Regions from separate parts of the Mus musculus genome. Here all the other regions are linked to region 3. The links are chromatin contacts, called in public HiChIP or PLAC-seq and promoter capture Hi-C maps. All regions are on one chromosome and are shown on one strand. Each heading gives the region's core, a stretch centred on a gene start, on an enhancer-like site or on the middle of the called end of the contact. The rest is flanking DNA. Distances are from core to core; before and after follow the strand shown. Region 1 holds the start of D330023K18Rik (RIKEN cDNA D330023K18 gene). Region 2 holds the start of Slc25a25 (solute carrier family 25 (mitochondrial carrier, phosphate carrier), member 25). Region 3 holds the start of Exosc2 (exosome component 2). Region 4 holds the start of Dnm1 (dynamin 1). Region 5 holds the start of Dpm2 (dolichol-phosphate (beta-D) mannosyltransferase 2). Region 6 holds the start of Pomt1 (protein-O-mannosyltransferase 1). Region 7 holds the start of Uck1 (uridine-cytidine kinase 1).

Region 1 (2,700 bases), core at 70-2,569, 520 kb before region 3:
GGATCTGATGCCCCCTTCTGGTCTCTATGGGTACACCTCATGGCATTTATAAACACACAAACAACATAAAAACAAACTTAATTTCCTATCTATATGTATTTATATATACAGATCTATCATGTTGGGTTAGAGACACTGCTCAGTGGTTAAGAGCACTTACTGCTCTTATAGATAGATACCTGAGTTAACTTTCTAGTACTCATGATGTCAGGCAACACACAACTGCCAGCAATTCCAGCTCCCGAGGATCTGACACCATCTTCTGGTCCTCTCAGGTACCTATACATGGCACACACATACATAAAAAACTTAGAAAAGCAACCAACCAGACCTTCAAAATACATCCTGTTACTAGTTCCAGTTAAAAAGCTATAGGAATCTGATTCTGTCATAGGTGTTCACACACCTACATAGTGGTAGCTGCCTGGTAGTAGAGTTCCCTGTGTTTTTATTGTGTCCTATTTTGCTTAAATAATTACATGCACATACACAAAAGCATATGTTACTTGTGTGTCCAGCTAAAAACAAGAATCTAAGAACTAAACCAACTTGGTTATCAGCTATTTTAATACGAGTGTTTCCTGTAAGCCCTGGTACCAGGGACCTACAACCAAGTCCTTCCATTAAGTGTTAAGGACTAGAAGCTAAGTTTCCAAAGAGACTAAAATAGAAAACATTAAGGCTCAGACTCCAGCGGTGGCATGAAATCACACAAGACAAAATGACGTATCAGTTAAAAATCTGCATGTGATCCCCAGCTCAGACTGGCCAAAATGACCATTTCTTAGAGTTTAGGTAGAACAGAGGAACAGCCTGACACCTACCTCTTATATAATTAGATTGTCCCAAAGATTAAATGCCACTTAAAAAAAAAAAGCCTAGTGGATGGCTTCCTATGGACTCAATAAATCCTATTACTGCAACTATTTCAAGCTGAAGTTTGTGTAAAGGGCCTAGGATGATAATAAGTCAAGGAATCTAAGACAGGCCAGCAATTTCTAAGTTATTACCACCGAAGGCAGTCCAATCATCCGCCAGGGTCAGTGGCGGACATTGCGGGTTCCAGACTTTGGTCCAGGCCCCTCAATCCCCAAGCCCGGCAAGGCAGAAAGGAGGCCCGGCTTGAACTTGCCCCGCCATGGTTGTCATGGCAAACGCTTCAGGGTCCTCACAGGGGCTTTGCCGGAAGTCCGTCCTGGGAGGCCAATTGAAGAGTGCCGAGGTGGTCCGCTCAGGTCCCTGCGTGACCAGAGTTGCGTTTTGCAGTAAAACGATCTCAAGGACCTCGGAGGCGGCAGCCGCGCCCCCTTCCAGAGCACCTCCGGGACGACGCACTTTGACCCGGAAGTGGGTGGGAGAGGAAGCAGCTGGTGATGCTGGAACAAACATGGCCGTCCCGGTACCCCTCGGCCGCTTCGGCTCCTTCTGCCTGCGGCTGCTACGACTGCTGGCGTTGCTGGAGCTGCTGGTCCACCCCGTCTTGGGCCGCGTCCATCACCTGGCGCTCAAAGTAAGGCCTGGCAGGCTGGGGGCAGGATCAGGGAGTGGCGACGGGGGGGTGGGGGGAGCGCGACCGCTGTCCCGGGCTGAGCCAACTTCAGCCCAGCGGGATCTCCTAAGTTCGGCCCCTGAGCCAGGGGGTTTGCGCCGCCCCGTAGGGATGGACTACGCCGTGCGGCCTCCTCGGGTAGTCTGGTCCCTGCAGGTTTGAGGTCCTGAGGAAGGGGCCCAGATGCGGCCTAAATACCCAAAGACCTGGGAGGCCACTCCTGCGATTCCTGCTGGCTTCCCTGGATTCCACGTTGGTGGCAACCTTCCCTAATTCACCCTTTCATAACTTAAATTCCAAGTTCTCTTGTCCGCGATCTCCGCCCTTCTGTGCTCCTTGATCTGGCGCTTTGAAGTTGTGCGGAATCTTAGCCTGTTTCCTTGCTTGGTTTAGGGTGCTCGGTTGACTGACCAAAGCCAGAATCCCCAAGAGGAATTCAAATCTCTCTTGAAATACATGCCTTGGTTTCAAGAAGAAAAAATAAGAAAGAACAAGCCTGAGGATTTAAACTCAGCATCCAAAGTGTTTCTAAGTAGTGGGCCTTTTTCATTCCCGCTCTATGGCCATTGCCTAAGGAAGATGTTTATGACAGGCCTGAAGTGACCACCAAGAACCGCTATGGTAGCTAACTCACAGTAGAAAGTTCTCTAAGGCTTACACAGGATTGGCAGCCGGTTAATATACCTGGAGAACAGAAAGTGACATCATTATGACTCAAAGCCTTGTACATTTTCCTAATAGTCAGTGTACCAAGAAGTTGCGGATCTGGACACAGCTGTCTGTAAAAACACTTTCCATTAGGTGTGAAGGATAAAGGCTTGTGAATGTAGCGTTTAAAGGGTCCAGACAGACTGTAGATTTGAAACCTGGCCAAATCCATACAGGCACACTTGGGCTGTCTGCTTTTGATTGTTAAAATGATCTTGAAGCTGGGCGGTAGTGGCGCATGCCTTTAATCCCAGCACTTGGGAGGCAGAGGCTGGCGGATTTCTGAGTTCGAGGCCAGCCTGGTCTACAAAGTGAGTTCTAGGACAGTCGGGGCTATACAGAGAAACCCTGTCTTGAAAAACAAACAAACAAATGATCTTGAGTAAAGTGACTCTTACCTACAGCAAGACAGATCAATCTTGGCTCCTTATAAAATCCACTGA
Region 2 (2,700 bases), core at 119-2,618, 780 kb after region 3:
CCTTTCCAGCCAACAAATATCCTTAGATGTATCTAACTTTCATTTTTTGAAAAAAGTTCCAATTGAGCGATGGTGGCAAAGGCCTTTAATCCCGGCGCACTCAGGAGGCAGAGGCAGGTGGATCTCTGATTCCGAGGCCAGCCTGGTCTACAGAGGGCGTTCCAGGGCAGCCAGGACTACATTGAGAAACACTGTCTAGAAAAAAAAAATCCCCAAAACCAACCGAACAAACAAAAAAAGAATCTTTCTTCAGATTCTTTAACATATTCGCACTCCAATTCGACAAAGGGATCATGACCCAGTGTTCTGAAACAGCAGTGGGGGGCTGGGTCTAAGCCATGAGAAAGAACTGTTCAGTCTTCATCACCCACATCCACACTGATCTGCCTAGAACCCCAGTTCCCATTTTTTTCTTCCCCAACACCCACATGTCTCTGTGAGCAACCAGATTAGAGGCACCGGTGGCATGGAAACGAGAGTGGGGGGAGAAGAGCGAGCGAGCGAGAGACAGACAGACAGACAAGGGGTGCCAATGAGAATGGGTGGATAGGAACCTAGGTGTTGAGGGAGGATGGGCACCAACTTGGCCTTGAGGTCCGTAGGGCAATCTTGAGATCTATCTGTCCTTCTATCTAGAGGGAAGTAGAGGGGGCTTTCTGTCCATCAAAGAGACCCAAGGGTGCCCATCTGTAGCCACGACGAGCTTTTCTCACGGCCCCATCTCCCACCTGAGGAGCCCCACACTAACAAGGTGTGAATTTCCTTTCCATCTGTCAGTGGAGGGACACTATCCCCCCCAACACCAGGGGTTCCGCTCAGCTCTAGCAGCGTCCGTCGAAACCTGACAGGCTACAGAAAGCAGCCCGAGAAGTCCTGCGGTCCCGACCCGTCCCCTTGGCGTCGGTCTCTCTCCTCAAGACCTCCCGGATCCTCCCCGCCCGCGCGGACGGCGCACGCAGACTTACCCGGAGCTCGCCCTCCGTGCGGTGCAGTCCCAGGCGCCGCAGCCCCACCGCCAGGTCGTTGACACACAGGCCGCCGTCGCGGTTGACGTCGAGTGTCTGGAAGAGGCTCCACAGGCGTAGCTGGTGGTCCGGGCCGCCACAGACGGCGCCGCCGCACGGGTCCCCTACAGAAGCCGGCGACGAGGCGGACGACGAGGCGGTGGCGGCGGCGTCCGGCGGCGGGGAGGCCACGCAGCGGCACAACACACTGCTCACCATCGGGCGCGAGGCGGGGGCGCCGGACGCCGGGCTGAAGGCGGCAGGAGAGCGACCCGAGCGCGGAAGCACGCCGGCTTTCCTCAGACAGCGAGCGCGGGCTCCGAGAAGCCGGCCGACTGGAGGGAGGGGCCGCTTCCGGGAGCCCCGCCCCGCGGCGCGCAGAGGCGCTGACCGCGCCCTCTGGCGCACTGCCGACCAATCATAGGCCGGTATGTCGGCTCCGGGATCAATGAGGGGGCGGAGTCACCGTGCCAGCTCGAAGGCGATTCAAACTGAGGGAGCCGGGGATTGGCTGAAGCTGGGTAATAGGCAAGCAGAAAGCCTTGTGTCCAATTCCCATTCAGAAGCTCTATTTAGACTGCGGAATGATGAGGCTGAGAGGAGCGTTGTGTAAGGAGAGATCGTAGCTAACAGTGGAAATGAAATGTATATGAGGGTAACTGTGGACTGAAGTTAGAAAACACAGCACCATTGAATAAAATGAAAATTTAACGGGCTGACGACTCGAAACCGAGAACACGAATCAAAATCAGGAGGCTAAGCTTTAGGAGTCTTCTAAACTGCCAATAAAACAACTGAATTTTACAACGTAATAGTCGCGACACGAACTGAACGACAGTCTGCTTTTCCAATGGAAGTGAATAATGTCCGTGTGGGCGGACATCCTGAAGCGACAGACAAGACTTTAGACCAATGACCAGGCCAGTTCTAGCAAAGAGGTGTGTCCTCTAGGAGGAATGGCAGGCCTGGAGAGCCAGTGATCGGCCAGATATTTGAGCCACGCCAAACCTGGAGGGCGGGGCTTCTCAGGGATGTGCCGAGGGGCGGGAAGAAGGGAAGTGGGCGGATCTCCGCACACCCCAGCGGAAGAGGCAGATTCAGGAAGCCATTACGCAGCTGGCTGGCGGCGGTCGGGCCGGTCAGGGCTGGGCCCTACGCACTTTGCGTAGCGAGGGGGGTTACTTAAGGCCTGGTACTTGGCCTTGAACAAGCCCTGCCTGTCCCCCTAAAGGGGGTGGGAGTGAAAGAGAGGCGAGGCTGAGGAAGAAGAGAAGAGAAATTGGGGCTGTTAAGAGCATTATAATTTCTTTAAAAAGAGAGGAAAGGGGAGGCCATGGCTGTCCCAGCCAAGAAGAGGAAGATGAACTTTTCAGAGCGGGAAGTGGAGATCATCGTGGAGGAACTGGAACTGAAGAAGCACCTGCTGGTGAACCACTTCAATGCTGGGGTCCCTCTGGCTGCCAAGAGTGCAGCCTGGCATGGCATCCTGAGAAGGGTCAACGCTGTGGCCACCTGCCGTAGGGAGCTGCCCGAAGTCAAGAAGAAGTGGTCCGACCTCAAGACCGAGGTCCGTCGCAAGGTTGCCCAAGTCCGAGCTGCTGTAGAAGGTGGCGAAGCTCCAGGGCCCACAGAAGATGATGGAGCTGGTGGGCCTGGGACAGGCAGTGGCAGTGGTGGCAGTGGCACAGCCATAGCT
Region 3 (2,954 bases), core at 54-2,553:
CAGAGCTCAGAAAGAACTAGAAAGGGGGAGCTTATTCAGCAGCAATTCAGAGGCTGAAAACATTTTAGGCCTAGATAAGACTGTACAGAGTCTAGAAGCTTCCAGAACTAGACCTAGGTTAGCAAACAAAGACAGTAAACCTCCCAGTCAACAATTACAACAGGAAAATAAAAGTTACATTTATGCCTCCCTACAGACTTGCTTGTCACATGACTGTTTACAACAGTCATCTTTCAGCAGACACATGTCATCACTCAGAAGAGGTCCTTACTAAAGCACATTAGAGCCATAGGGCAGTAGGTGAGGACAGCACCTAAGGGGCTAGAAGACAAGGCCCACGAGGAGCAGTATTCAGAGGGTTCTAGCTTCTCCTCAGATGGTGTTTCCTGTAAATCCCGGTCCTAAATCTATAGTCTACAAAATATTAGATTATAGTGGTTTTGAGTTGGATGCCAAGGTTCATTTCTCAATCTCTAGACTTGCCAACAATAAATAAAATGATGAAATGGAACAGTTTGGGTAAAAACTCATACAGTTTGGTATGGCAGCTTACACCTGTAATCCCAGCTCCTGGGAGGTGGAGGAGGAGGAGTTCAAGGATACCCTGGGTTACACAGCTAGTTTGAGACCAACCTGGATGACATGAGGCACTGTCTTTAAAAAATCCTACACCTGGAATGGAGAGGTGGTTCAGAGGTTGAGAGTACTGGCCACATTTCCAGAGGACTTGGTTTCGTTTCCCAGCACCCACATAATGGCTCACAAACTTCTATAATTCCAGTTACAGGGACTCCAACATCCTCTTTTGTCCTCTTGGGCATCAAACACCACTACCACTACCACTACCACTACCACTACCACTACCACTACCACTACCACTACCACTACCACTACCACTACCACTACCACTACCACTACCACTACCACCACCACCAAACCCACAACCTACACAAACTCACGTAATCGCAGCATTTGGGAGGTGGAGGCATGAACATCTGGACCTCAGCAAGGTTATCCTCAACTATACAGAGTTTGAGGCTAGCCCTACACGGGGTCGTTCCTCTAAAACAAACACAAAACTGACATCCAAACACCAAACCAAACTAATGTCATATTCCCTTACGACATGAGAATTCATCATTCCGCAGGTGCTTTCTTGCCAATAGTAAACATGGCAGCTTGGTGCCCTCACTTCCACGAGTTAACTTAATATTGCCAATACTCAACATGGCTGCCACACTATCCATTCCCATTGGTCGCTTCTCTGAAGGAAGGCGGGAGTTGAGGAGCGGTGTAGAGCTGCGCCTGCGCAAGTCATTGGCGCCAAGATGGCGTTGGAGATGAGGCTCCCTAAAGCTCGCAAACCTCTCAGTGAGAGCTTGGGCCGCGACTCTAAGAAACACTTGGTGGTGCCGGGGGACACGATCACCACGGACACAGGCTTCATGCGGTACGTGAGGATTTGGGGGTCCCAAGGCCTCAGGAGGCGGCTGCAGAGCTCTCTGCACGTGGCCCGCTGTCCCGGAACCCAGGCCTCCTGTCCCGTTGTATCTAAGTCCCCGAGTTACCCGGGACACATCGGAGCATCCATACTAGTTCCCTCCTTTGCGAGCCTCACGCTTCTGACTCCCGGCATCTTGGCTGCACCTTTGTCAGTTCCTGATTCCCTCTTTTGATCTATGGCGTTCGGAACTTTTGGACCCTTATCCTGAAACTCAAGATTCTTGAGCCTTCCTAGGGAGGGAGAACTGGGGAGGGCTGGTTGCAGGGCCCTTCTTACAACCCTCTGAATGGACAGTGGGGTTGGTCATCTCTTTCAGTGTTACCTCAGCGACAAGCCTGACTTGGAAGCAGTAATTTTGGTGGAGCGGGGGTTGAGGCAACATATTGTACCCAACAATACAAATTTAGCACGGAAAGTCACAACATGTGGCAGTTAGGGCTGTCTATGGAGTCGGACATCTGACATTGTTATCCTTAGTTTAGCACCTTGCTAAGGCCGGTATCCTCACCTGGAAGACAGTGGTGACAACAGGAATTGGTAGGTTAGTGAGTATTAACTGAAAAGTGGGGCAGGAGAGCAAAATCCACCATTGTATTACCACCAAAGATAAATCTGCATTAGGTAGCCAGTCTTCCCGATGTCTGTCCGTCCCCCCCCCCCCGTCGTCCCCCCCCCTCACCCCCAACCCTCCAATCTCACTATGTAGCACTGACTGTCCTGGAACTTACTATGTAGACCGCTCTGATTTTGAACTCAAGAGATCCACCTGCTTCTGCCTCCCAAATTCTTTTTTTTTTTTTTTAAGATTTATTTATTTATTATATGTAAGTACACTGTAGCTGTCTTCAGACATACCAGAAGAGGGAGTCAGATCTCATTACGGATGGTTGTGAGCCACCATGTGGTTGCTGGGATTTGAACTCAGGACCTTTGGAAGAGCAGTCGGGTGCTCTTACCTGCTGAGCCATCTCACCAGCCCGCCTCCCAAATTCTTAACTCAAAGGTGTGGCCGTTTGTCCGTTGCACCTAGTTTGTTCTTTCTTCCTCTTTCTTTCTTTTTCTTTCTTCTTTTTTTTTGGTACAAATGAGATTATAGTGTTTATAGTGTTGCCTCTAAGCTTTAAGTTTAAGGTATTAGATGGCAGATATCTTAGGATTCATTCCTTCATAGTTGCAGCATGTGTTCAACATAGCCGGTGTGGTTGGGGTACCAAAGTGAACACCCGTGTCCTGGTGGAGGTTAAGATATAGCAAGGAACAGAAACAGTAAATGCCACAAGAAAATCGTAAATGCAGCGGAAGGGGGAGAACAGGTGTGTAGTTGGGAATGGGGTGGACCAGGAGCAGTTGGGGATCCCTGTGCTGCCTGGGATGTGGAGGTAGGATGTTAGGCAGTGACATTTGAGCACATTACTTTAAGATGGAGACGTCCATGTGACTGTCTGCGGAG
Region 4 (2,700 bases), core at 11-2,510, 680 kb after region 3:
TGCCACTTCTGTCTTCCCTAGCTCCAAAGGAGCCTAGGGAGGTGGTGCGGAGGGGGGTCACGACCCTGCTTGCCCCCTCTAAGTCCAAGACCCTTTGTCTCTAAGGCTCTCCTCCACTCTGCCACCTGGCCTTCCCAGAGCCTTGTGGGATCAGAGGCCAGAGGAGGATTAGGTTCTGCAATGGCTCACCACCCCCCTCCTCGCCATCCTGCCTCCTGGACTTAGTCATCTCTGCCCTCTGCCGCCTTTTCTCTCCATCACAACCCTTCTGCCAGGCCAGGGGAGGAGGACGCTGACAAGCAGCCCCTTCCCAAGGGGTGCAGCGAAGGCAGGCTGCTCCGTAGAGGCTCACAGGCCGCTTCTCCTCCCGCTGCCATCCCCCCCCTTCCTTTCCTCGCACCGCAGCCCGCGCCTCCCCCTCTGCCTCTCTGCGCACGGATGGCGGCGGGAGCCGCAGAGGTGTGTGTGTGTGTGTGTGTGTGTGTGTGTGTGTGTGTGTGTGTGTGTGTGTGCGCGCGCGCGCGCGCGCGCCTGTGCGTGTGCGGGGTGGGGGGGTTGTGCCTGGTCTCCGATGCCTATGGGGCTGTGTCCTTTTCTAGGGACTGGGGGAGGGGGCTGTCCCCTGTCACGACCAGGAATTCCCATGGGGTCAGAGCGGGTTCCAAGGAGCCCAGGAAGGGGATATTGCCCTCTGGGTGCTCTCAGCTCCCAGTGAGGCGCTGAGTAATGTGGGCCCCCTCGGTGAGGGTATTGGCGATCAAGGACAGCTCTCTGCCGAGGTCGCTCTACAGACGATGGGGTGAACGAGGGGGCGTGAGTGGGGGGACTCCACTGATATCCGCGGGCTGGCGGGGGCGCTGCGGACCCCAGGACTCAAGCGGGGGGCGGGGGCGCTCGGTCCGCTAGAGCAGCGCCCAGACCGTCGGATCCCGGGGTGGGGACCCGGGGCACCGTGATGCGGGTGTCCGCGCCGCTCCTACCTGCCCACGAAATTCTCCAGCACCGAGCTCTTGCCGGCGCTCTGGCCGCCTACCACGGCGATCTGCGGCAGGTCGAGGTCCGCGTTCTGGCCGATGGCGGAGAAGGCGTCCTGTAACCGGTTAACCAGCGGGATGAGGTCTTCCATGCCGCGGTTGCCCATGGTTGCGGCGGGCCCGGCGGGCTGCGATCCGGCCGCCGCTCCTGCTCTGGCTCTTGGCCCCCGGCTTCGCGGCTGCAGCCGAATATCCCGACTGCGTGCGCCGCGGGTCCCCCGCCCCTCGGGGATCCGAGCGGAGCGCTTCTCCAGGCCGCCGCTAGATGGCGCGCGGGGATTCGCGGACTGGTCACTATGCGCAGACGCAACGCGGGGCGCCATGGGTGTTGTCGTTTTCTTCTTCTGCGGCTTTCGGGAGACTTACCTGTGTTTCTGGGATACGGATGCTGCACCGAAGATAATACTTTTGGTGATGGCTAGGGGTGCTAACTCTAGAAATGGGCTAGTATGTGGTGGTCATGATTACTTCATTTCAGCAGTTATTCCCAGTGGAGAAACTGAGGCCTTAGAGGGAAGATCTGGCACCCACAGGCTGCTGCAGTCAGCTGACCAAAGTCAACCCTAGTCCACTTAGCCTTTCTAGTCTAGGTTCTGACACTAATCAAAAATCTGCAGCATATTCCTTCCTATCCTGGGGCCTCAGTGTTTCTGGTTCTAGGAGGAAGAAAGAAAAACCATTGATTCAACAAATTACCAGGAGCCCATGATAAGCTAGACCCCTTCCTAAGTTTACAGACACAAAACTCGGCAGAACAGCTAGGGACTTTACACTCAGAGATCTTACAGGTGGTGGGATAGACGGGACACAGAAGAGCGTTTGTACTAGAAGAAACAGAGAAAACCAACAGGGCTTGGAAAGTCACATTAGCCAGAAGGGGGCAAAGGTTTTCCAAAGAAATTACCTTTGAAAGGGAACCTAACTGATAAGAAGGGGCCCGACACCCTGATGGAGTGGACAGGAAGTGCAAAGGCCCCAATACCTAGGAAGTGCTGCCGAGGAGAGGCAAAAGTTCTTGTCTTGAACTCTAAGGCTCCAAGAGGATGAGCGCCAGGCCCAGAGTGGCAAATAGTGCTATTCAAACCAGGGGTTCTTGCAGCCATACTTGCCTGTCCTTTTCACACAGACAGATAGTTGGATCTAGGTTCGGCTACTCACTTTTGCATCAAGAAGGACCTAGTTAGGACTCCTGACAAAGAAGCCAAGAAAGAGAGGGTTATCGGGTCACTTCTATGTTCTGAGACTAGGGAAGTGCCCTAGGCATTAGAGACTATCCATTTTTTTCACCCACTGAATGTGTGGTTGCTGAGCAGGCTAGCTCCCGCTAGACCCCAGAGACAAGGCAGTGACAAGCCACCTACAAGTGGCTCAAAGTCAAGTGGAAAAGGGAGGGGTCATATGCCAATAAATATGACTCTTTCCGGGGGTGATGAGTGGAGAGCAGGGCTGGGGCAGGGCTTGTGTTGTTAACTCATACAGGATAATAATGCTGGAACAGAGACTAGAAGTGTGTGGACCATGAGCCCAGTGAGAAGGGATTTCCAGTTAGGGGAGAACCACCCAGACCTTACCTCTGGGTCATTTCTGGGTCATAGCTATCTAATCTGTAGAGTTGGCACAATGACAAAATAGAATGTCTGTGTGAGGCCCAGCCCAGACCTGGTGT
Region 5 (2,700 bases), core at 108-2,607, 900 kb after region 3:
ATATTTTTAGGGTTCTTTTCTGGTTACCCTACAGCTGACCACGTGGTCTGGCAGGATGAGCAGGCCCATCTTCTTCTGTGGGGAGAATTTGCTTTTGTGTTATTCCTTTCTAACCAGGTTACCACTGCACCCCATTCCGTGGGCTGTTCATATCTGTCTCAGCTTATAATAGAAAATTATGTCATATGGGGAAATCAGCCTAGTGTCAATGTTTGGTTTGGGGGTGGAATTAAATGCCGATGTTTTTGTTACTGCTTTTTGTTGGTGTTTCTTTTCATTCTCATCACCGTGTTGACTTGGGGGCTGCTAACAGGAGTTAGCCATGTATGTGTAAGATGACATGCTGGGGAAAGTAGGTTAGTGTTCTCCAGTCTGACCCCAGTCATAATGCTCACCACAAACACACACATACATATTACATATATGTCCACACATGTTTGTATGAATATGAATGGGCACTTGACAAAGGTCGGAGAACACCTGTTACTCCTGAACCTCTTCTTGTTTGAGACGGTGTCTCACTCTGGTTTTGGGGAAAGAATAAAACGTTTTTATTTGGTATTTATAAGGTTTCCTTTAGCCATGAGGTTTAAGGAGACCTACTACTCCTCATGCCTCCAGAGTGTTGGGACTACAGAAATGCACCACCATGCCCAGCATCAATTCGGGGATCTTAAAGCCCCACTTTTGGTCCTAATCATCGAAGAAACTGGTTAAAAATACCTGTCAGGGCACAAAGAGGGAGCTGTTGCCTCTGGTTGCAGAAATGGATAACCTGCATGGTGTAGCATTTGGAGAAGAATGGATCTACAGCAGCTAGCCCCATATGCCATGAGAGTAGTGTTCTGGGTGAGAAACAGAAGAAAAGCATGAAAGATAATTTGGCCCAGCGCCCCTTGGTTCTAAGAGGGCCATTCTGAAACCTCTGGCAGTGGACAATGAAGGGAAGCCTAGAAAGTTCCCTAGGAAGCCAACCAGTGGAAATTCTCATAGGCCAGGCCAGTGGTGGTCATTCTATACAGACTCTTCCATTAACAGTTTCAAGGCCAGAATGTAGAGCCTTTGAATTCTGATGTCTGCTTCAACAACCAACTCATTATGATCTATCCCTTTCCGGGACTTCCAACTCTGGGGTACATCTCACTCTGGCTTGGGACTGTAGGATAATGTTTAAATGATTATTGTTTGGGAAGGGTCTGACAGGGATGTAGCCACAAAAACCTGAAAGTCTGAGCTCCCGGCCCTACAGTTCCCTGCAGAAACTACATTTCCCGACATGCACTGGAGGGCGGGGAAAAGTGCCCGCACGTCAGCTCAGACGAGTCTCCGCGTGTCACGTGATTTACAAGCCGGAAAGGCCTAAACCAGGAACCGGATGTATTTTGTTGCTCCGGCGGAACGCTGGAGAGATGGTGAGCCTGGGGTGGAGTACATGTGTGATTTGAGGGTACCAGGGGTCGGGGCTCTGAGTAAGAGTCTCCTTGGGAGATGGAGTTGGGCTCTCCAAACCCAGATCGCTCTCTCCACCGCTTGCAGACAGGTGACACGAGGCCTGACGTGGCTTTCTAAACCCGAGAGCCACTTCTAGTAAGCCCTCCGTGGTTCTAAATGAATGAGAGGTTTGGAGTGTAAACCGGCTGCTCCGACCCTCCGTTAGTGCTTGTACACGAGCCATCTCGCCTGCTGAGCCTTTATTTTTCTCCAGGCCACCGGGACAGACCAAGCAGTAGGATTTGGCCTTGTCGCCGTTAGCTTGATCATCTTCACCTACTACACCACTTGGGTGATTCTCTTGGTATGTGTGCCCCACCCCCACCCCGCTCACCTTCATTTTGCTCTGGATCTCTAAGCCAGTTTCCTAACGCGACTTAATCAGCGTCTGTGTGCCAGCGTCTGGATGTTTAGCTAGCTCTAATCTCACGAAATCTACACTATGGTGCTTGCAGATGGTGTCTACATTTTATAGATGAGGAGGCTAAGACTCGGGGAGAAGGCTGTTTCTCAGCCTCTGAACTGCCGCACAGTGAGGCTTTATTTTGTGTTTGTCCTCCTGGTTAGCCAGCAGGTTCCTGGGTGTAGCAGTCGCCGGTGGAGTTTATTAACATCTCAAGTCTCTCTCTCTCTCTCTCTCTCTCTCTCTCTCTCTCTGCCTCTCTCTTTAATGTGGGAAATTTTGTTAGTTATTGTTTTAAAGTACACTGTGCTTGGAAAGGGGCATCTTGCAGTACTTGGTATCCTTCAGAGAGGAAAGTTAGGTGGGCTGACCTTCGGTGATGAAGAGAACTGGCTGATTCTCCAGAGGACTGGGGTTCAAGTTCCAGCACCCACATGGCCAGCTACAACCATCTGTAACTCCAGCTCCAGGAGACCCAGCAAAAGTCCCTGGAACGGAACGCCATTGCTGCTTAAGTTGTGTTAGGAGTTAGATTGGAGATCCAGGGCTTGGATGAAAGTACACCTGGACTCACAGGCACAAATGCATGATCAAAAAATAAAGACCTCTTTAAAAGACCTAGAGTTCTCAGAAGGCAGAAGAAGGGGGGAGGGCAGCTTGGTGAGGTCAGCCAGGGCCTCAGAAATCAAAAAGGATGGTTTCCAGCACTCACAAGGCCCAGGCAGTATTCAACAATACAGAGACAATATGGTGGGTCTCTTGTTATGATACATATCCACGCTTGGGGATGCTATCAAGGTGGGCCC
Region 6 (2,859 bases), core at 312-2,811, 570 kb after region 3:
ATTGCTATCTGGGTTTCTATAGGAACAAGTGGAGGACTGCACTGTACTTCTGTGGAAGAAAAAATTAGATCTGGGGCAGGAAAGGTCAGGGGGATTCATATAGATAGGTTCAGGCTCAGTCATCACTGAGGCCTGGAACCTAGGTACAGGGCTGTCGGGACATTTTATTTATCAAATGTCATTTGTTAACACTAGTGAAGGGTGGTGTGGATTCAGAAGTCACTGGTGAGCATACAGTTGTAGGCCAGCCAGCATTACAAAAAAAAAAACAAAGTGCCAAAGGCAGTGCATGAGAAATCCCAGTCCCCCAGGCATAAGCCTCTTGCTACAGAACAGGCAAGGGTCTGGGTAGTAGCATCCACTAGCTTTTAAAGCCACATACATACCTCAGGTTTCCAGCAAGCAACACAATTTCCTCCTGAAGCTGAGTGCCCACGAGCTGTCCTGAAGCACCAGCATGACTTACATGATCAGACTAAACTTGGAACCCAAAGAGCTCGCTCTCCAATCTTCTGGCGCCCTTTCTTTGCAGGAACTTGGGTAGACTATGCTTAAACGATGAACAAACAATTCCGTGCACTCTTGACTAATGTATTTTATATGTATCTGTGGTAACTTGACTGCCTGGTGCCAGATTCTCTGGAATTGCGGTTCCAGATGATTCTGAGCTGTCATGTGGATGCTGGAAATGGAATCAAGGACCTCTTTTTTTGTTTTTGTTTGTTTTGTTTTCGAGACAGGGTTTCTCTGTATATCTGTAGACCAGGCTGGCCTCGAACTCAGAAATCCGCCTGCTCTACAGCGTGAGTTCCAGGACAGCCAGGGCTATACAGAGAAACCCTGTCTCGAAAAAAAAAAAGAAGAAGAAGAAGAAGAAAATCCCTAAGGACCTCTTTAAGAGCATCCAGTGCTCCTAACCACTGAGCGATCGCCCAGCCCCATTGCTACAATCTTAAACCGGATGTCACCCAATGCTAAGCTAACTTGTAAAAACTGAATTTTGGCAAAACATCTGGAGTCGGTTCGGGCTTGGCTTGCCATCTGAGCGTGATTGTAATACCCACCCACCTAAAAAGGCATGATTGTAATACCTGCGCTGGGGAAGCAAAGGCAGTAGTTCAAAGCCATCATCCTCTACATAGCGAGCCTGAGACCTTGGGGAGGAGGAGGGACAGACAGCTTGTAGGCATTCCAGTGTGGGAAGAGTTGAGAAAAAGCGATCCACCACTCACACAGCTCCAGGAGGTACAACGCACCCGAGGCTTCAAAGCTCTTACTCCTGCCCGTAAGCTAACGCGCTGCTTAACGAAACCGCTAAAGTAGACGCGAGGCCCGAAACGGAGAGCTCCGAGCACGTGAACAGCTTGTGGAAACACACTGTGCTTTATTAAAAAGGGGAAAGGGAGCCCTAAGGATAGGACAGTCAGTATGCCCAACTTTGATGGCCGGTGAGCACGCCGCGCATGCGCGCCACTACCTCGCGCTCCGGCTGCGCACGCGCGTCTCAGAGTCTGTCGGCCGCGTAGACACAACTAGTTGAGCGTCGATCCGTGGCCGCTGCAGAGTAATCGAGCGGCCTCGCCCCCAACGGTCGATCCTGCCTGGCGGTTCGCAGGCCTGGCTCCACATGGGGAGCCACTCTACGGGACTCGAAGAAACGCTCGTAGGTTTTGGAGTGCCAGATTTGAGAGCCCTCCTGGGGTCTGGGATCCGGCTTAGGGGCGGCGCGCTAGGGACGGTGGATGTTCGGATCCTGGCTGAGCAAGTCGTTTCCAGGGCGGCCTCTTGTAAAAGCCAGAGTGGGAAGAACTGTAGAGAAAGAACGGGCTCGGGGCACAAGCAACTCTAGGAGGAGAGGAATGCCTCCAGAAGAGGGAAAAGTCCATCCAGGTCACTGGGCTATGACAGTGCCCAGAGCTCCTCAGGGTCTTAGTTTTCAACCACATTGGGAAGGGACAGGAGAGGCCACTTCATTCATTAGCAGCCTTGTTCCTAGCAAGTGCCCAGCAGGTGTTTTTGGAATGACTTGTAGAAATGAGTATCCAGTTCTGAGATTCCTGAATTCACCCCTCAGATGTTTTTATGTATACCCTGTGCTTGAACACAACTGTAATTCTCCAACAGGTATGTTCTGGAAGAGTCCTTCTGGTTCTATTAACCCAACCCGCTATGCTGTAAATTCATCGTGACGCCAGGCGGCTTTAGGACCCTGTGGCCTCGTTTGTGCCTTCCCGGGCTGCTGTCCGTTTACTTTAATGGTAGTTCTTTCCCTCTTTTCCAGGGAGTCCTCCCGAGCTGGCTTTTCTGCAAAATGTTAAGATTTTTGAAACGGCCTCTAGTGGTGACTGTTGACATCAATTTGAACTTGGTAGCTCTGACTGGCCTGGGACTACTTACCCGACTATGGCAACTCTCCTACCCTCGGGCTGTGGTGTAAGTAGAGATCGGGGAGGAGAGTCAATGATCCAAGAGTCATTGTAATTAGTGACAGGAATCACCTTGCCGTACAGTGCAAAAGAGAGACATTCTGGGTTTCTTGGATCTCTTGGTGATGGATGTTTTAGCAGTGTATTGCTCAGGGTTCTCTAGAGTAACAACTTAAGAAGAACACTATGTTTGCATGTGTGTATATGTAAATAAATATAATATAGTATACATATATACATATGATTTATTGGAATGACGACTTACTGGCTGCAGTCCAGCTAATCCAACAATCGCTGACTGTGAATGGAAAAGTCCAGGACTCCAGTAGTTTTCTGCTCAGTCCACATGGCTGGGTGTCTCAGCTGGTCTTCAGTATACTCTGGCTTCCCAAAGAAGTGGGCTCTAGTGCCAAGGAAGGAATGGTCTTGCTAG
Region 7 (3,003 bases), core at 29-2,528, 590 kb after region 3:
ACAAAGACTTTCTGATTGGCTGACACTGGGGGAAAGAGATCATTTGAGCCTCTGCTCCTCTGTATCTGGCAAAACAAAGTTAAGAGTCCTATTCTCTGACCTTCAGGAGTCCCTAGGAAAGCTTAAACCTTCAGGAACACAGGCCCCTACCAGGCCAGGAAGCTCCAAGGCCTGAGCCCCAGATTAACCTCTGTTTCTACAACTGGCCTCCCTGAAGACTGACTGCCCCGAGACAGCTTGGGGAATCCAAAGGTCAGGCAGGCGGTAGGTAGGGTGTACAAAGGGCTCCTCAGCAACAAGGTGCCAGGCAGAGATTTCAACACATCAAGAAGCGATCCTCAACATCTCCTGGCTCCTCCTTCCTAAGTGGCTCTAGCAAAAATCTTGAGTCACTCCAGGCTCATGGAATTCAGCAAACCCTACCTTTCTGTGGGCCCACTACCAAGGGAAATGAGGGTAATGTTTCACGGAGCCCCATTGCTGCTGCATTCAATCCCCGCCCCCCTTGGCAGTTGGTGTCCAGCAGTTCTCTCTGGACAGCCTCAGTCTGGCACTTTGCATCCTATGTACACATCCCTGGACAGCCTCGGTGGCAGTCTGCATCCAACAAACATCTCCTACAGCCCTGGTCCAGCAGTCTGCATCCATACACATCTCTGTATCTGTCTGGCAGTCTGCAATCTCTGTAGAGCCCATATCTCACAGCAGTTTATCCTCTACCCCCAGCTCTCCAGGCAGACATTCTCCAGGTACCTGGGTGGTCAAAATTGTACTGTCCCTTCAAAGCCTTGGCCTTCTGCTCGGCCGTCAGAACCTTGTAGAAGCAGTCCTGGCTCAGGATGACCAACTTGCGCTGCCGGCGGTCCACTTCGTTCTGTCCCAGCAGCTCCATGATCTTCTCACACACTGTTGACTGGGGACAGAAGGTGCCAAAAGTGAGCTTGTGCACTGAGTGACCCGCCAGCCCCTGGGGACGACCCCCTTAGCTGCTAGCAACAGGTGCCGCGGTTGGGCCAGAGGCAATGGCGCCCCAACCAGCGGCCTGGCAATCCCTCCGCGAGGCCCAGGCGCAGGGCGCTCACCTTGCCACTAGCGGTGCCGCCGCTCACGCCGATGAGGAACGGCCGCGGCTGGGGACGATCGGCCTCGGGCGCGGCGCTCTCCGAGCCGCCGCCTCCCGCCGAAGCCATATCCGGAGCGACGGACATACATTCACCGACTCTGCCCGCTCCCGCCTGGACGTAGTGACGGATGCTGTGCGCATCGCTTCCGGGGACATGAGCGCATGCGCGCATGAGGCGCGGCACTCAAGGCCGTGTCCCTGAAGAGCCTCAGTGACTCCAGAATGACCCCTTTACCTGGAGGCGGGGCCTGGATGGGGCTCCACCTCCCGACGAGACGCACACTCAAGTGCTGGACTAGACCAAGGTCTCCAGCCCACTGACCCCTATTTCCCTAGCACAGCCGAGATCCTGTCACCCACAGGGTTAGGACCGTCCCTGCCTTATGCTTAACCCCATCAGTGCCTCCTGCCACGTGAGAACGTGTCATCCTGAGACACTTAGGAAGACCTCCCTCTCCCTGGCGCATTATTTAAGTATCTATGAATCTGTTAAAATCTCTTGATTTTTAGACAGATTCTTACCGCATAGCCCTTGCTGTCTGGTACTCTGAAGCCCAGGCTGGCCCCAAACATTCTCCTGCCTCAGCCTTCTGAGGGTGGGAGTAACAAGCATGTACCACCATGCCTGGCTTTTTAAAAAAAGGAAATATTTATAATAATTTTATTTATATGTGCTTGTGTGTGTGTTATGGGTCTGTGCACATGACTGAAGTGCCTGGGGAGTGTCAGATCCCCATAAGGCTGTAGTTACAGGCAGTTGTGAGCTGCCCATTTTAAATGCTGGGAACTGAACTCTGGTCCTATGCAAGAGCAGTACACTTTTTTTTTTTTCCACTTTACTTTATATGTATGGCTGTTTTACGTGCCCGTGTTTTTGTACCACATGCTTGGAGTTCCCACAGCGACCAGAAGAGGGAGTCGGTTCCCTCTGGTAGTGAACTTTCTAACAGTTAAAAGCTACCAGTAGGTACTGGGAATTGAAACTAGGCTTCTGGAAGAGCAGTCACTCCAACTCTCACTCCAACTCCAACAACCTGGCTTTTAAATTCTGTTGTTGTTGTTGTTGTTGTTTTGCTTTCTTTATGACAAATGTCTCATTGCGTAGCCCAAGCTGGCCTAGAACTTGCAAAGGAGATACGAATGGCTCTGAACTCACAGTGAGAGACCTCCTGCTTCTGCCTCCTGAGTACTAAGAATAAAGGCGTGCGCCATCATGCCTGGTCTTCAATTCTTCCTGTGAGCATTGATTGCTCCTGACGTTCATTTGCTATGAATACTTAGGGGGTTGAGAAATGGGGTGGAGCACTTACCTGGACGCTGCTGGACTCTCCAGTCTTGCTGCCTGCCTCGAGCAGAGGTGCTGCCAGTCCACCAGCCCAACTGCTTTTATGTCAGCACAGACTTGAAGCACTTGGTTGAGGCCTTAAGACAACCATGGAGTGGCCAGAGCTCCTGAAAGACCCAGCCTCATCCAGGCCTGTTTTAATTTGTACCAGACTTTTCTATCATAAGTCTCTAGATGGCCTGGGCCAGAGTGGGAGCCTGGAAGGAAAGACTGAGAGAAAAGGATTGCTCGTTTTGAAGGAACAGCTTCAGACAGGCTTGTGAGAGTCAGGCGATGAACATGAGACTCAGGACTGCAAGGAACAGCCATGCCACCCAGATGCCACCTAGCTGTCCCTCGAGCCTCTCTAGGCATGGATGTTAGAACTCAGCTTTCCCTCGGGATTCAGTCCAGGATCTCAGCCCGTTAGATGGTGGGCCATCCAGGGCTGGCCTTCTTTTTGTCTTGGTTAAACTTTACCAGAAACACCTTCATAGAGACATTGTCTTTGGGTTTTACTGCTGTAAAAAAACACCATGAAAACTCTTCTATTTTA

The links. Promoter capture Hi-C pulls out the DNA fragments that hold promoters and counts their contacts. HiChIP or PLAC-seq counts read pairs in DNA pulled down with a chosen protein or histone mark.
Region 1: a promoter capture Hi-C map of pre-B cells shows a contact between it and region 3, with 2.9 times the contacts expected there. The contact joins the promoter of D330023K18Rik here to the promoter of Exosc2 in region 3. A contact is called at or near these places in 5 of 39 promoter capture datasets (cranial neural crest, hippocampal neurons, liver and 1 more), 1 of 115 datasets of contacts at active chromatin or transcription factors (memory CD8 T cells) and 1 of 9 other capture datasets (adipose tissue).
Region 2: a contact with region 3 is called in a promoter capture Hi-C map of pre-B cells, with 3 times the contacts expected there. The contact joins the promoter of Slc25a25 here to the promoter of Exosc2 in region 3. A contact is called at or near these places in 3 of 39 promoter capture datasets (liver, pre-B cells and stem cell-derived epiblast-like cells) and 1 of 115 datasets of contacts at active chromatin or transcription factors (pancreatic cancer cells).
Region 4: a contact with region 3 is called in a promoter capture Hi-C map of pre-B cells, with 3 times the contacts expected there. The contact joins the promoter of Dnm1 here to the promoter of Exosc2 in region 3. A contact is called at or near these places in 5 of 39 promoter capture datasets (the C10 cell line, HPC-7-derived erythroid cells, liver and 2 more), 5 of 115 datasets of contacts at active chromatin or transcription factors (embryonic stem cells, extraembryonic endoderm stem cells, memory CD8 T cells and 1 more) and 1 of 9 other capture datasets (embryonic stem cells).
Region 5: a promoter capture Hi-C map of pre-B cells shows a contact between it and region 3, with 4 times the contacts expected there. The contact joins the promoter of Dpm2 here to the promoter of Exosc2 in region 3. A contact is called at or near these places in 2 of 39 promoter capture datasets (liver and pre-B cells) and 2 of 115 datasets of contacts at active chromatin or transcription factors (large pre-B cells and memory CD8 T cells).
Region 6: an H3K4me3 HiChIP or PLAC-seq map of the SCID.adh cell line shows a contact between it and region 3, with 9 read pairs. The contact joins the promoter of Pomt1 here to the promoter of Exosc2 in region 3. A contact is called at or near these places in 4 of 39 promoter capture datasets (embryonic stem cells, hippocampal neurons, neural stem cells and 1 more), 2 of 484 Hi-C or Micro-C datasets (CD8 T cells and erythroblasts), 5 of 115 datasets of contacts at active chromatin or transcription factors (the SCID.adh cell line, embryonic stem cells, large pre-B cells and 1 more) and 1 of 9 other capture datasets (adipose tissue).
Region 7: a contact with region 3 is called in a promoter capture Hi-C map of pre-B cells, with 4 times the contacts expected there. The contact joins the promoter of Uck1 here to the promoter of Exosc2 in region 3. A contact is called at or near these places in 5 of 39 promoter capture datasets (hippocampal neurons, liver, pre-B cells and 1 more) and 1 of 484 Hi-C or Micro-C datasets (erythroblasts).

What each region holds. Positions count from the first base shown.
Region 1 is chr2:31,150,972-31,153,671 of GRCm38.p6, forward strand. D330023K18Rik (RIKEN cDNA D330023K18 gene) reads right to left here and starts at 1,320. Exons shown (of 2, transcript NR_040334.1): 1 at 1,011-1,320; 2 at 78-279. Gpr107 (G protein-coupled receptor 107) reads left to right here and starts at 1,345. Exons shown (of 18, transcript NM_178760.4): 1 at 1,345-1,510. The coding sequence starts at 1,388.
Region 2 is chr2:32,450,102-32,452,801 of GRCm38.p6, forward strand. It overlaps Slc25a25 (solute carrier family 25 (mitochondrial carrier, phosphate carrier), member 25), which reads right to left and starts at 1,369. Exons shown (of 10, transcript NM_001164357.1): 1 at 966-1,369. The coding sequence starts at 1,223. It overlaps Naif1 (nuclear apoptosis inducing factor 1), which reads left to right and starts at 356. Exons shown (of 2, transcript NM_194335.2): 1 at 356-2,700. The coding sequence starts at 2,338.
Region 3 is chr2:31,669,412-31,672,365 of GRCm38.p6, forward strand. Exosc2 (exosome component 2) reads left to right here and starts at 1,304. Exons shown (of 9, transcript NM_144886.3): 1 at 1,304-1,450. The coding sequence starts at 1,329.
Region 4 is chr2:32,352,069-32,354,768 of GRCm38.p6, forward strand. It overlaps Dnm1 (dynamin 1), which reads right to left and starts at 1,261. Exons shown (of 23, transcript NM_001301737.1): 1 at 981-1,261. The coding sequence starts at 1,141.
Region 5 is chr2:32,569,501-32,572,200 of GRCm38.p6, forward strand. It overlaps Dpm2 (dolichol-phosphate (beta-D) mannosyltransferase 2), which reads left to right and starts at 1,358. Exons shown (of 4, transcript NM_010073.2): 1 at 1,358-1,412; 2 at 1,706-1,795. The coding sequence starts at 1,410. Fam102a (family with sequence similarity 102, member A) reads left to right here. Exons shown (of 11, transcript NM_153560.4): 11 at 1-250.
Region 6 is chr2:32,235,079-32,237,937 of GRCm38.p6, forward strand. It overlaps Pomt1 (protein-O-mannosyltransferase 1), which reads left to right and starts at 1,562. Exons shown (of 20, transcript NM_145145.2): 1 at 1,562-1,663; 2 at 2,282-2,433. The coding sequence starts at 1,628.
Region 7 is chr2:32,258,827-32,261,829 of GRCm38.p6, forward strand. Uck1 (uridine-cytidine kinase 1) reads right to left here and starts at 1,279. Exons shown (of 7, transcript NM_011675.2): 1 at 1,083-1,279; 2 at 754-913. The coding sequence starts at 1,208.